2 separate regions of the Mus musculus genome follow, and region 2 is linked to region 1. A link is a contact called in public promoter capture Hi-C data. All regions are on one chromosome and are shown on one strand. The core of a region is the stretch at or near the end of the contact, and the rest is flanking DNA. Distances in the headings are between cores, read along the strand shown.

Region 1 (7,216 bases), core at 3,939-6,438:
GATGGGATCATTTAGAGTACGCAGAGGTAAGAGAAACAACATGGAATTCCAGCCTGAAAAGATGCACAGAGAAAAAGGCAGACCGTAGAAATCAAAGGGCTAAAACGTAAGAGGAGATCAGAACCTACAGTTGGAGAGAGAAAGTCTGGAGACTGTCAGTAGAGCAGAAGCTGTCTGTGATCATTTGAGGCTCATTTAACCTTTCTCTCTTAATCCCAAAACAGAAATAATCGGGCTCATGTAAAGGATGAACCTGGCTGCTGGACACCTTATAATGAGAAACAAGCATGTGGAGGCAAGGCACGAGCCGGCATGTGCTGTTCTTCCTGAACTGGCTCAAGGACTCTGGGAGTTAGGTTCAACTCCTCCATTTGCTCAAGCATCTCAATATTCCTATGACTGAAGGCTGATGTTCCAGCTCTAGGCGCCTAGGATTCACGGTTATCTTTTCTCTGCTCAAAAATCCTACGATGCTTTATCTATTTGTTCTTGATCCTACTGATGCCTAGAATTATCTTCGCTTGCTTTGGGATCCTAAGTAGCATTAGTACGGCATTTGGGAAGCTGCTTACAAGCAAATGAAGAATTGAGAGGTACATAGTCCACCATCTCTACCTACCACTGTTATTTCCTATGTGGGTCTTCATCAAAGCAAGGGACCCTTTCTTCAATGCATGTTCTCAATGTATCAGGGCCTTGTTTAGGAAATGAGGCTGCTGGAGTAAACATACCTGATAGTGTATTTTCCCTGTGGGTTTCAGGTCTAATGTATAGGGCAGAAATGTTTGTTAGTAAGTAGTTTGTTAGGCATAGAAAAAAAAAATTACACAGCCTATGAGGAACAGGGAGCCTGAAAGGGGGTGTAATTTTACATCATGTTGGGGTGAGGGGGCAGAGAGGCTAGTACTGAGTAATGAACCTGAGCAGTAGTCAGAATCCTCTAGAGAGCCAGGAAGGATAGAGTAAACATGGTTAATAGAGGGGATGGTTAGATTGGCTTCCCTGATATGGGATGGGTAGTTCAATAATGGCTGTTTGCTGTCTGGAGATGCTGTGAACCTGGTAGTTAGCTGTTTGGTACACAAGGTGAGATGCCATCTCAGCATGCCTAATCTACTTGCTGAAGGTGAGAGAATCCTGGAGAGTTGCTAGTCCCTGTGCTTGTGGGAAGTCTGAAGACACTGGGATGGGGTTTGTGAAAGACAGTAGTCTCATGGCGGGAGCAGGGCAGATACATGCACAAGCATAGGGGGCAGGTGGAAAGCACCCTTCACATCTCTAGAACTCTTTGTATATAGGACACTTCTAGAAGGTACTGCCTACTCTGGGAAAGGGTCTTTGCCCTCATTTAAGCCTTCTAGGAAATACTCTGCTAAGTTTGTCCAGAGCTCTGTCTCTTCATTGATTCCAGGTCCAATCAAGTTGACAACCAAGATTAATCATCACAAGCAGAGACTTAAAATAAGTGAAAGAGAGGCTTAGAAAAGACGGAGTGAGCCTGTTGGTATTAGGGGCTGATACTCTAGACAATGGAGACTGCGAGGTCAATGAGCTAAGAGGACTTGGCCTGATTTGTTTAAAATAATCACCCCATTCTAGGTCAGGAGGAGGTAAGGGGAATCAGGGGGAACCTTTGGTTATTAAAAGCATTCACTTATTCTGAGAAAGTATACTTAATGGGATTGACATGATGTTTTCCATCTTGAAAAGGGCATTTCGACTAATGTTTACAGTGAGATTATAATTTTAGAGTATTGGGAATAGTATACACTGCAGCTCACTCCATCACGTTCTTCCAACTGGAGACTTAGAAGATGAGAATACCGATCTAGGGGAAAAAGAGTGGTGCCCTGGACCAGATTGGTTGTGGTTGGAGTGTTCAGAGGTGAACTCTGGCAATAGCTTAACAGTTGGAGAAGCAGTAAGTTCTGATGATTTATACACGGTACAGATTGGGACATCAAGACTGGCTTCAAGGCTTTTGACCTGAGCAAATGCAATGGCAATTTGAGGTGTCTCTGAGCCATTCGCTTGGACATTTAAATAGGTACCAGTAAAAAGCAGAAGAGGGAGAGTAACCAAAGAGGAAGAACCAAAACTCAAGGGGCTTGGGTTTTGTTTTTCAATGATGGGAAGTGGTGACTGATATATTTTGTGTACCTGGGAGTGTTTCCAAGTGAGCAGAGAGATGATGATAAAAGGGAGGAAGACCTATTGAAGCTAGGACTTGAATAGGAGGGAGTAGGTGTGTCAGTGGAGGACCTGTCCTTAAGCAGGTAGCTAGGCCATCCATTGTAGCAAGTAGGAAAGTCAGGTGTCCATGGACAAAGGCAGACCTCAGGTGACTGCCTTCCTTTCTCAGTGAAAGAAGCAGTCAGGTATGCAGCTAAAGGTAAGACTAGGGGAGAAGTTCTGATAAGAGGTTTAAGATAGAATAGAAAGTACGATAAGGTCTTTTATGACTGTGGCCTTTTGGATTTTGTATCAATATGTATTTATGGATCTTAAGAATTGTGATTTGAACTCATTTGGATACATTTAAGCTAAAAACAGAATTCTTTGCACCCTCCAAGAATAAGGATTGCTTAATAATGTCTTTTAGTTGCACAAACATATGTGGGTTTGGGTGTATATAAAGTGGAAGCAAAAATATACATTTTAGTGCTTGCCCAGGATAGTGGGAGGGAACAAACGAACTGCTTATTTTGACTTAGGTACATCTGAGATACCAAGAAGTACAAATCATATTTAGCTAACAGAGAACAAGGAGTTATCTACATATCTAAGAAGATGGTGCTTATAACATCTAATCTTAGTCTAGCCTGAATCAACCCTTTAATTAATGGTCATAGAGTAAACATATTTTCAGATGAAAACAAGACCATAATATAGACTCCTAAAATCTGAGTTTGGAACCTATTGTAAGGCTACAAGCCCTTCACTTCCAGTACCAGCACCCACCTACACGTTACAGGAAACCTTTCTCTCTGGACATTTTCACACATGAGAAGCTCAGCAACTCCAAAGCTTTAAAAGTCAGAAAAGAACTTCCCCTCCTGTGAAAAATGGGGCCTTCAAAACCCTCTCCGAGGTGTTGAACTTGTGAGTAGAGGACATGGCAGATAGGATTTAGGATCTGTTGCATGGAAAATGAAGTTTGACCTCATGAATAATGACAAACGGGATGGCTCTTGTCCAGTTCAAGAGGGCTGTCAGTCCTTTGAAACAAAACCTTGCACTTAGAGCACTAAGCAGTCTTGTTTGTGTTCAAACACTGGTGCAGAAGGGCATTGAGGAGAATTTCAATAAGGGCTCTCCCTTCTCTGTCCTGGGCATAGACTGAGCTAGGGGGTGCTTACTGAAACTTTTTTCCAATCAAATACACTCTTACTTAAGAAAAAAAAAACACAACTACATCTGTTCTTAAGACTTCGTTGGCCTTAGTTCCTTATTGTATGCTTTATCCCTGTAAAATATATTAATACTATCTAAATCTTTGAGCTAGAAATGGACATTTGGGGAAAGGTTGAGACAGACTGGCATGAAACTTCTGTTGACATCAGCAATTCTCCTGCCCCATCCCCCCAAATGCTTGGATCACAGGCATGGACCTCACTGACACTGATAACTTATTGATAACTTTTAATTCTAATGTATGCTGCCTTTTACATATTGTAATTTAAAGGAAGCACTTTTCCAGATCAATATCTACCTTGTTTGTTAAATATGCTATTGAGATTAACTTTTAAACAACATTCTGCTTATCATGCTAATTTCTGAAGTAAATGAATTTTATAAAATATGTTTTTGGGAAACTTAGCTTATTAATCACACATAGATCTTATAAAGTATTTTCTTTTTGAAGTGCTGTTCTCTTTTTACTGATTATTTGACTTGCATACTTTTGAAATAAGATGAGGAACCAAATTCAACTGACAGGGGCTTCAGAAAGACATCTACCTAACTTCCTTAAGAGACTAGTAAGTTACAACATCATTAGTCCAGTCTGAATCAACTTTCTGCAAACTGTTGAGATTTCAGTAGGTATTTCTGGAATCCATTCAGTAATTTCAGTTTTCTAAGCACCAGGAAAACTTAAAAATAAAAACTAAGAACATACAATTCTTTATTATGTCGTGTGGATCAGTTATCATTGGACTAAACAGTCAAGTGTGGTTTTCTCTGTGTAAAATGTTCCTGTGGGGAGGAATTACACTGGATTAAGTCCCCATCCAGCGCTCCTCTGTCTACATGGAAAGCCTTTCCCCTTCCACTTTACAAGCCTCAACAAGTCCGCTGCTGAGTCACAATCTCCTTTCCCCCCTGATGTGAGAAATCTTTCTCCCTTGAAAATTAATAAAGCTTCGGAAATGTTCCGATGAGAGTCTCCCGGGGGAAGGAAGCCAGAAAGAACTTGTAGAGGAGGAGTCCGGCACCCCTGGGTTGTGGTGACAGCGCACCCAGGGCTTGCAGCAGCGGGGCCAGGAGGAGCTGGTCTCAGAACCTACTCAGAGCTCTCCTGCGCGAGTAACCACGCAGAGCCCTGTCGGCTCCCAGACTTTGTTCCCCTTGCTGAAGTGGAAATGTTTGCTGCAAAAGGCGCCGGTGTTTCGCGTTTTACTCTTAAAAAACAAACAAAAAAAAATGCCTTCCAGCGGTGGCAAGGGTGGGTGACAGCACGCGCGGCTCGCACCCGACCACAGAGCATGGGACCTTCTAGAGTCCTGCAAGCTTAGCGCCCTAGTCCTGCTAGCAGGTCTGGGACAGCGGCACTTCACGTGACCCCAGGGGCTGGGACAGGGCGGGGCCTGAGGAGGGGGCGCGTGCGACAGGGGACAGGAGGGGCGGTTGCCCAGGAACCGTCCGCAACGCCCGCGCGTGCTCGCCTCCGTGCGCACGCGCACGGTGCTCGAGACCCATTAGCCGTCTCCCCAACTTCCACCGGCTTTTTTTTCACCCCCTTGGGCTCCATTCAAGGTCCTGGACTGAGGGACGCGCCGCGCGCGCCCGCTGCCTCGCAGGGTCCACAACGCACGCTAATGAGGGGCGGGGCGGGGCGAGGCCGGCGGCGGCGGCGGCGGCGCGCTCGCGCGTGCCAGGGCGCGCGACAAGGGGCGGCGCGATTGTGAGGTGGCTGCTGACGCACGTTCCGGGGTTCTTAAGCGGCGAGGGCGGCGGCGGCCGAGGCAGCGGCGGTGGTGCCGGAGCCGGTTCCGGGAGGCGGCGGTGGCCTCCGTGAGGGGCGGCGGGGCCCCAAGTCGGTGCCCCGGCTCAGTCACAGTGTCCCTTTCCCATTGACCCCATCCTTCCACCACGGCCGCGCCGCCACGGCTCCCGGGGCTTTCTAGGCGGGGCAGGGGACGGGGTGCGTCTCCTGCCGCGGCCGCCGGCCTGATAAATGCGGGACTTCGGGTTCGGGGTGCTGCACACTGCCCTGCTGCGCAGCGGCAGCCCACGATCCTCGCCCGGCGGCAGCGCCTACCGGCCCTTCGCCGCCGGGCCGCCCGCCACGCCCTTCGGCCCGCTGTCGCCGCCGCCGTTGCCTGTCACCGGCTTCTCCGAGGCCGCCTCCCCCTTCGCCATCCCCTCGGGCGGCGGCGCGGCCAGCTCAGCCGCAGCTTCCTCTTCCTCCCCGCTCGTGGCGCATCCCCAGGCCGTGCAGGATGAGCTACTGCTCGGGCTGACACAGCAGCCGACGAGGCCGCTCTCGGGGGCGGCGGCCGCAGAGCAGCTCCCCAGCCACCACCCCGGCGGCGGCACGAACGCGGGTGTGACCCACCTCCTCCCCTCCCAGGACTTCAAACCGAGTCTGCACCACCCCTCCTCCTCCTCCGCCTCCTCCTGCTGCTGCTGCCGCACCTCCTCCCCGCAGGACTTCAGTAAGCGGCAGCAGCAGCAGCTGAGCAGCCAGAAGAGGAAAGAGTTGAGCCCGCCACACCGTCCCCACCCTCCGGACGCGAAGCCGCCGCCGCCGCCGCCGCCGCTCCACTGCCCCGGCCGCTTCAGCCCAACACCGCCAACGCCGCCACCACCGCCCGGGCCGCTCCTGCAGTCGGCGCCGCTCGCCCAGCGCTCTCAGCCGTTCAGCCTCCCGCACACGCAGCACCTCCCGCCGCAGGACTTCGCCCAGCGGCAGCGCCCGGTCGACCTGCCCCAGCTCCCGCAGCTCCCGCCCTCGCCGCCCGCAGCTCCGCGGCGCCGCCACGGAGGCGCGGGAAGCCCTCGCCAGACCCCGGCCGCGGGCGAGGGCAGCGCCGCCGAGCCCCCCAATGCGGGCTTGCCCCCCTCGACGCCGCCGGTGAACCCCGCGCCGGGCTCCATGGAGTCGCCCAACCACCCTCTGCTCAACAGCCCCAGCACCCTCCTGCCCGGCGCGGCGCTCGGCACCAGCGCCTTCAGCAGCCTGCAGAGCCCGGACCTGCCGCACCCCGGCGGCGGCGGGGGCGGGGGACCCCCCGGAGGGGGAGGCGGCTCCGCGTCTCCCCCACCGCTGCCCGGCTTCGGCACCCCCTGGTCGGTGCAGACCGCGTCGCCGCCGCCGCCCCAGCCTCCGCCGGCGACCCAGCAGCAGCCACCCCAGCAGCCGCAGCCGCCCCAGCAGCCGCCGCAACCACAGCCCCCGGGCTCCTCGGCTGCCACCCCGGGCAGCGGCGGCGGCGCGGGCGGCTCTCTGAGCGCCATGCCGCCGCCCAGCCCGGACTCGGAGAACGGCTTCTACCCCGGGCTGCCATCGTCCATGAACCCGGCCTTCTTCCCGAGCTTCTCGCCGGTGTCGCCGCACGGCTGCGCGGGGCTCAGCGTGCCGGCCGGCGGTGGCGGCGGCGGCGGCGGCTTCGGCGGCCCGTTCTCTGCTCCCACGGTGCCCGCGCCGCCCGCCATGAATTTACCTCAACAGCAGCCGCCGGCGGCGGCGCCGCAGCAGCCGCAGAGCCGGAGGTCACCCGTCAGCCCGCAGCTGCAGCAGCAGCACCAGGCTGCCGCAGCCGCCTTCCTGCAGCAGAGGAACTCGTACAACCACCACCAGGTAAGGCGTGCGCGGTGGGAACAGGAGCCGCCAAGCCCCCTCGAACGCCCCGGGCGCTCCGGCTTGGCGGCGGACCCGGGGTCGGGGCAGCACTCTCGGGAAGGCGGGCGGAGAGTGAGCAGCTAGGGCTGGGTCCTTCCCCGGGGTGACCGAGGGGACCAGAACTGGGGTTGTTCCCTTCTGGAGTTTGTC
Region 2 (7,144 bases), core at 4,593-7,092, 1.3 Mb before region 1:
ACCTAAATTATGGATATGATCTTTAGCTATACTTCTTTTGTCTTCTAACTTAGAATATGAGAAATCTTCTGATATACTACCCCAAAGGCATTCTAAGGTCTTTATACTTTGGTTTATATGTGTGATTGATCATCTTCAGCCTTTTATTGTATTCCTTCAGTCAATCAATAAATTCCCCCAGAAGAAACCATTCACTTTCATAGTTGTTGAAATGGTTTTTCCTGAACATTTGAAATACTTGAGCTATTGCAGCATCCCATTTTAGTTCTCCAGCAGCGAGAAACATAACAGCAACAGCTGCAATATCCTGAGGACTCCTAGCACCTCATCTACTACCTACGACAGATTTACCACTGTCAACCAGTTCAGACAGCCCTGTTCCTAAGTCCCATTTTAAAATATGTTTTTCAGAGAATCCCTAAAATGTTTTCTCTGTAGTTTAAAAATTCCTGAAAAATGTGTTATAGAATTTATTGAGAACATTATATAACATACTGAATAAAGAAGGGGAAGTTGGTGTGGTCAGAGGGAGAAGTTGATGCATTTGCAATAGGGAGCTCAGATGACTCCATGGTGTGTTTTGGAGCTGGCATAGTTCTTACTGTTGTCCAGATCTATGTGGATGGTGGGTCATTGATTGACCATATCTCTTCATGTTCTTGGAAAACAATTTAACATAGGCTGGGGCATTGTCAGCATGGTGGAGAAGGATGCATCTGCCAGACATCAGCATAGCCAGACATGAGCATTAAGGAAGGGTATCTGTGTTTCTGGTGAAAAGGATATCTAGACGGTATGTGGGTCATATCCATGGCCACTTTGCAGACTTTGCATTAGTATTATCAAAGCCATTCATTGGATAAATAAGGAATTACAAATGGAGCAGAAAAGAGGAGTAACTTTAAGGTAATATCAAAAGACAATGTATCAGGGTTAGAATGGTGGTACAAGAGAACAAATGACTCGTGTGTGTGTGTGTGTGTGTGTGTGTGTATAGTGTCTGTGTGTGGGCCATGTAGGAGATATGTGGACTGTCTAGTCATAAGGAAAAGCTTGCTGGAGGAACCATGACTTGAAGTGGAGTCTGTAAATCTGTGTATTAACAGAATTGTGTAAATCTGTGATGCCCTGGATGTAACTGGGGAGTCTAAAGTGACTATTTATTTACCAAATGTTTCAATTACCAAAAGTTAAGTAATATAAAATTAAATCCATAATAGTTTGAAATAAATTCTGAGACCATTAGAGAAAACCATTAGAGAGTCAATGAATTACATAAAGATAATCAATATGACAAGAAGTGGCATATATCAGTAGTAGAGACTTAAGCTTTTTGACAACACCTGAAATACTATTTTTAAGGCTTTTCATGTCTTTATATTTTTATTTTTAATTTATTTTAAATTTAAAGTTATTTTGGTTTATTTGAAGCAGAGTCTCGCAATGTAGTGGTAGACTGTTCTCAAACTTATGGTGATCCTCCTGCCTCAACTCCCAGAAAGGAATGTAGGCTTGCAACAACGTGTCTGACAGTGGTTTATTTTTGCATTTAGAATTTCATCTGGAGATTATTATAGATTTATATGCAGCTGCAAGATATTTATGGGCACGGTGCTAGGTATCATCATGTACTCCTCCATAGTAATGACTTACATAACTGTAGTATAATAGTACAGCTAAGAGTTTGTCATCAATGCAGTTAAGATACAGAAGACTCATTCAGGAAAGGACTTCTCGTGTTCAGCCTTCATATCAGCATTTGCTACCTCATGGCCCTTGTTTCCTATAACTGTTGTCCAGTACCAATCTATCATCCTATTCTCTACTTCTGTCAGATTGTTATGGAAATAGAATTGTGCAGTGCTGTGTAACTGAATAACCTTAGTCTTCATTAGTGGAGCTATAAAATAGTCTTGAATTGGGACTATAAATTATTCTTACTTTAAGTTTTGTTTTTCAAAATTGTTTAGGTTTACAGGGTTTCTTTGGTTTTCCACATCCAACTTTGTATGGTCCCACCTATATCTACAAGAACTCTTGCTAGGATTTTAATAGACATTGTGTTAAAGTGCTATATTATATTAAGGAAAATTGACTTAAAAAAACTACAATTCTTTTATTCCACAAATTTAGATCTTCTTTGTTTTTTTGTCAACATTGATATTTTTTTTTGTGCACACAAGTCTTAGATCTTAGTTCATTAGGAAGACTAACTTTGTGATAGCCTAAATATCACCTGAACAAATATGACACAAGTAATCATGCTAACTGTGTACAGGGTACACCTCACAAGGCCTCACATCTCCAAAAACACATGCAGGGAACTAAGAAATGCTTAGAGGGGAAGAAATAGTCTTTCCCAGGGAAGTGAATACTAATTGGTTAACAATACCAAAGGTCAGCCTTGAAAATATAAAACAAAGAGATGCTAGTAATATTATACAGACAGAACATGCTGGATTTGTTTATTTAGGAATATATATATACACACACACACATATACACATATATTAAATATACACATACACACACACACACACACACACACACATATATATATATATATATATATATATATATATATATATATATAATATCCATTTATATAATACACCACACACATATATCTATGTAAGGACAACTAATGAATAAAAGAGGCCATGAATTTCAAAGAGAACAAATGGGAGTATATAGGTGTGTTTAGGGGAAGGAAAGGGAAGGGGGAAATAATATAATTGAGTTATGATGCAATTATAAAAGGTTACTAGTGTTTGCCTAAAAAGATATCACAACCTTTCACTGGAATGTTCTATTAAGCGAGATCCTGCATAAGAAAGCATTTATGTATGGCTTGATGTCAAAAAAGCCAAAGGAAATAGAAAGGTGTTTTGGGGTAAGGCCTTTGGTAATTAGACTTCTTATCAGCAGTGTAACACAGTCAACAAAGGCCTTGTGTTTTGTGAGCTTTGGTTTTGCCTTCCATAAGAGGACAAAATATGTGTGTGTGTGTGTGTGTTTGCAAAGGTGGTCTCAGAAACATAGAGCTAACCTTCGTATTCATTAATAATGCTTATGAATGAATTCCATAAACTGGTACTCTTGTTCCAAGGCAAATGATTATCTAGTCAGATCTGGCCACCCAAGTAACTCTTGCCTTTGTTCTTTGATACACTACTTATGCTATTTCTAATAGCAATGATGAGCTTGGAAAAGATGCAGATTTCATTTGCCTTGGATGTTTTATTAGTATAATATCTCTGTTTCCACTGCACGAATCTGTATTTGAATAGAACTCTTTTTGGAGTGACATAAAAAGACCCCATCTGACAAGATAATGAAGGTTAGCTCTGTCGGTATAAAAATTCCAGCTCACTGGGCTGTTCACAATTGAATACGGAGTCTTGGCTTCCTCCATGGCATCCCAGGGTCAGTATCTGTCTCTGCAAGTAAAAGTCAATGACAACTTGCCTGCAAGGGGAAGATCCAATTGCAGCTTAAGAATGGAGATCAATACAATCACGGCAAGTAAACTTGTCTGACCTCATCCTTTGTAAGAAGGAAAAGAATCAACAGGGCATGAAGAGTTGTCAGCATTTTCAGTTTTGGCAGGTGATAAAGGGGAAACGGTTTATGCTGTCCTCATCCATCACTAGACATCAGTAAGATCATTAAGATTAGAGCTAAAGAGGTAGTACTTTATCTATTTCTCTTGCTGGACATCCAAGCTGCAATTCTTCTCAGCTTGGTTCAATCCCACCCACCCAGTGTTCCATAAGTACTAATTCTGTAGATGCTCATGCTAGCCTCAAGAAAACCCAACCTATACTCAATTGGCTTATTTCATGTCATACTCTTCTGGAAACAAGAATTAATAGTTAGGAAAGTATATTGACACACAAAATCTTAGAGGATTCATTTATATAACAGTCCCATGGATTTACTGTGTGGGGAAACACCTACACATTCCTTGAAAAAGGAGGTGGTTTTTGGAGTTTGGAAATTTTGAAGGACAAATTGGCATTTGCTAATGAGCAAAACGGTTTAGTTTAGCTCAGCTTGACCACCATTTATTGAGACATACCATGAGATAGATACAGAACGGACACTGGCTTTTAGGAGGTGAATGAAGCTTTGTTGCTTTCACTGGGAAGTTCACAGGTATTTGGTTCATGGAAGAAGCAAAGGCCTGAAGGAGATTTTACCCTAGATGGGAAGTGAGTAGAAAAGAAGAGATCTCCTTTGCAAAATCATACAACTTAGTCTTTAAAAGACCTTCTATAGTTTTGTCATTTTTTTGTCATGCTTTGCCCTCATAATAGCAGTGAAATGTTCAGAAAGAGTCACAGGAATTGGAAATAAATAAATACTTGTGCCAAGTCATGGTGACAATCCTCCATATATGATAATTGTTTCTCAGAGAACTCCTGTCCAACTGGAAGGATAGGTGCCATTACTACCATGGTTGGTATCTTCATCATCATTTTGTTTGGAATGATGATATTTTGAGGTTTTAATTGGCATGAGTTCATTACTTAATAATACTACTCATAATGATAATAATAGTAATAGAGACATAGTACGCTTCTGCCGAACTAGAAACAAAGGCTGCAGACAGGTGCTACAGAAAAACAAAACAAAACAAAACAAAACAAAACAAAAAAACCAACCAAAACCAAAAATACCCCAAAACAACTGAGCTTACCTTGTTGTAGAAGAATTTTCTTGCTGTCAGATATCATGAGCAGTGAAATGTAGCCAAAAGTTTCAGCGAAGGAAACATGAGGGAGAATTGACTCAGCCCAGGCCCTAGGAGTTGGTGTTGGCACTGTCTAAATGCTTTTGTTACTGCTGATGAGGGACCAGCAAATGATAGTCTTTGGCAGATCACTCATCAGTCTTGTAGGCTGGTGGGTGGTTCTCTCCACCTCTGTGACTACCTGCCATCTTTAGCATGCCCACACAGTGAGAGAGCAGTGTATCTAGCCATGCTGAGCAGTCTCCTTACAAAGGACTAGCAACTGGAACTTGAAACTCACAAATTTCCATTGAGCACTTATTTCAGTATCCCATGATGGTGCCTAAAATTTGATTTGTGAACCATGCAGATGTTCAAAGATGACAGTTTTGCCCCCTCCCTCATTGATCTTTGAGCAGTTGTTCCTTCCAGTGACAAGAAGTAAACAAGATGGTGACAGGCTCCTCAAGTTCTTGTACCAATTTCAACCTGATACTTCACCCCTCCAGCTGGAGACAGGGTTATTTCTGGTGAAATCCTTGCTGTAAATAAACCAATCAATTTTCCTTACAAATGATTTCTAATATGTAATTATGAAATCAAGCTCTCCCATAAGCAAACTGGCTCTTGACACAGAGTGATAGGGTACACAGTAATATTTTAAATAACTTATGATTGCACCACTATTTATTTTGAAGTTCAATCTTCAGGGTTGGGAACTATATATTGATGGCAGTTTAGAGATTAACGGCAAGCTAAATGTGAAACTCTATGAGGCGATGCTTTGATATAAACAAATGTATGAAAATAGCCTCCTGCAACTGTTTGCAAAGTCTGGCAGGGCTGCAGGGCTTTCTGCAAAGCAGAGGGTGCAAAATGGACTAGATTCATCAAATTCTAGTAGTGGTCTGTTAAAAAAATAATGGTTTTGTCTTCAAATGGAAACTGCTAACAGCTTTTCCCGGCCACTGCAGTCCTCTTTCCATCTGCTTGGGTTTTATAATCGTGTCGGCTTTGGAAAATTACAACACGGAGCATATTCTCCCAGAGGTCTGTTAGCTGGCTGAATATTCTGGGCTATGAAAATAGTGACAACAGTTGAAGAATTTCTCTGCAGAACTGTTACAACCACTGCATCCTAACAAGCTGTGCTGGTACTGTGAGGCTCTGGCAGGAGCGGAGCATCATCTTGCATCTGATCACAATTTAAAAAACTCTCACGTACACTTGAATAGCCATGATCTTTCAATCGGAGCTCTTTGGTGTAATAGCTTCTTTCTTCCTATTTCCTTCATCTTTCCTTTTATTCTAGTTCCTCAAACCCCATTTCTATACCAAAAGTTATCATCTAAGGTACTGTTCGCTATGCTTAAGGTGAGGAGAGTCCAGAAAGACCCCATTAGTCTATGGGCTACTTAAGAAGAGCAAAATTCCTTTCTGTCTCCAGATACTTCTCAGGAAGGTCTCTGCTCATAGTGAGTAATCATTGTGGAGAAATAAATGAAAGGTACTGGGTCCTTATAGGATTTGTCATATTTCTGAATTATCATGTGCTTATACAGTACCTCTATTGCTGTCATCTTCACAGGGTTTGAGGAGGGGAAATGAGGTGCTATTGCTTTGATGTGCTAGTTTAAGAAGGGGTTAAGGTTACAAGAGGTTTAGATTACAAGGCAGGAGATTGATTAGCTAAGTTGTTGGGAAATGGGAGAGGTACAGTAGAAGCTGGGGAGCCTTCAGACAACAAAGTAGGTTCAATTTGTAGGGGAAAAAGAGGTTTGGGAGGGAAAGGTCTTAGATATCAGTTTGAAGAAAGCTTCAGCAAAACTGGAGGTGAATCCTTGGGCTAAAGATGATGGTCAGAGGGTTCCATGTTTTCTGTAAATTTCCCCGCCATTCTGAGACTTTACTTGGGTGTGAGCTACTGCTGATATCAATGTGGTGATGTAGTTTAGACAGTGAAGTTAAGGCCCTTAGTCAGTTTCATTCTGTGTACATGGCAAGTCTGAGGGCAACATTTTTTTTTAAATTGGATATTTTCTTTATTTACATTATAAATGTTTTTCCCTTTCTAGATCTCCCCTCTATAAACCCACTATCCCATTCCTCCACCCCTTGCCTTTATGAGGGTGCTCCCCAACCTACCACTCCCGTCTTCCCGCCTTGGCTTTCTTTTACAATGGGGCATTGAACACTCTCAGGCCCAAGGGCCTCTTCTCTCAATGATGTCCAACAAGACCATCCTCTGCCACAGATATGGCCAGCACCATGGGTCACTCCATGTGTATTCTTTGGTTGGTGGCCCAGTCCCCGGGAGCTCTGGGGATCTGGCCAGTTGACACCATTCCTCCCTCCGTGGGGCTGCAAACCGTGAGGTCAGCATTCTTGTGGCCACTGCATCTTAATGAA

Evidence for each region. Promoter capture Hi-C pulls out the DNA fragments that hold promoters and counts their contacts.
Region 2: a promoter capture Hi-C map of hippocampal neurons shows a contact between it and region 1, with 10 times the contacts expected there. The contact joins the enhancer-like site here to the promoter of Cpeb2 in region 1. A contact is called at or near these places in 2 of 39 promoter capture datasets (cranial neural crest and hippocampal neurons), 1 of 484 Hi-C or Micro-C datasets (cortical neurons) and 6 of 115 datasets of contacts at active chromatin or transcription factors (astrocytes, embryonic forebrain, embryonic midbrain and 3 more).

Annotation. Positions count from the first base shown.
Region 1 is chr5:43,228,065-43,235,280 of GRCm38.p6, forward strand. It overlaps Cpeb2 (cytoplasmic polyadenylation element binding protein 2), which reads left to right and starts at 5,189. Exons shown (of 12, transcript NM_001368806.1): 1 at 5,189-7,024. The coding sequence starts at 5,399. It overlaps Gm7854 (predicted gene 7854), which reads right to left. Exons shown (of 8, transcript NR_028417.2): 1 at 6,888-7,216.
Region 2 is chr5:41,936,524-41,943,667 of GRCm38.p6, forward strand. It overlaps the pseudogene Gm20156. Among named protein-coding and RNA genes, the nearest start is that of Mir6414, 49 kb to the left of the region's middle. Within about 2 kb of position 5,843, at least 26 of the 459 cell types and tissues checked have an H3K27ac peak or open chromatin away from gene starts, as enhancers often do. A contact at or near this core is called in cortical neurons, forebrain and hippocampal neurons, where this site is marked.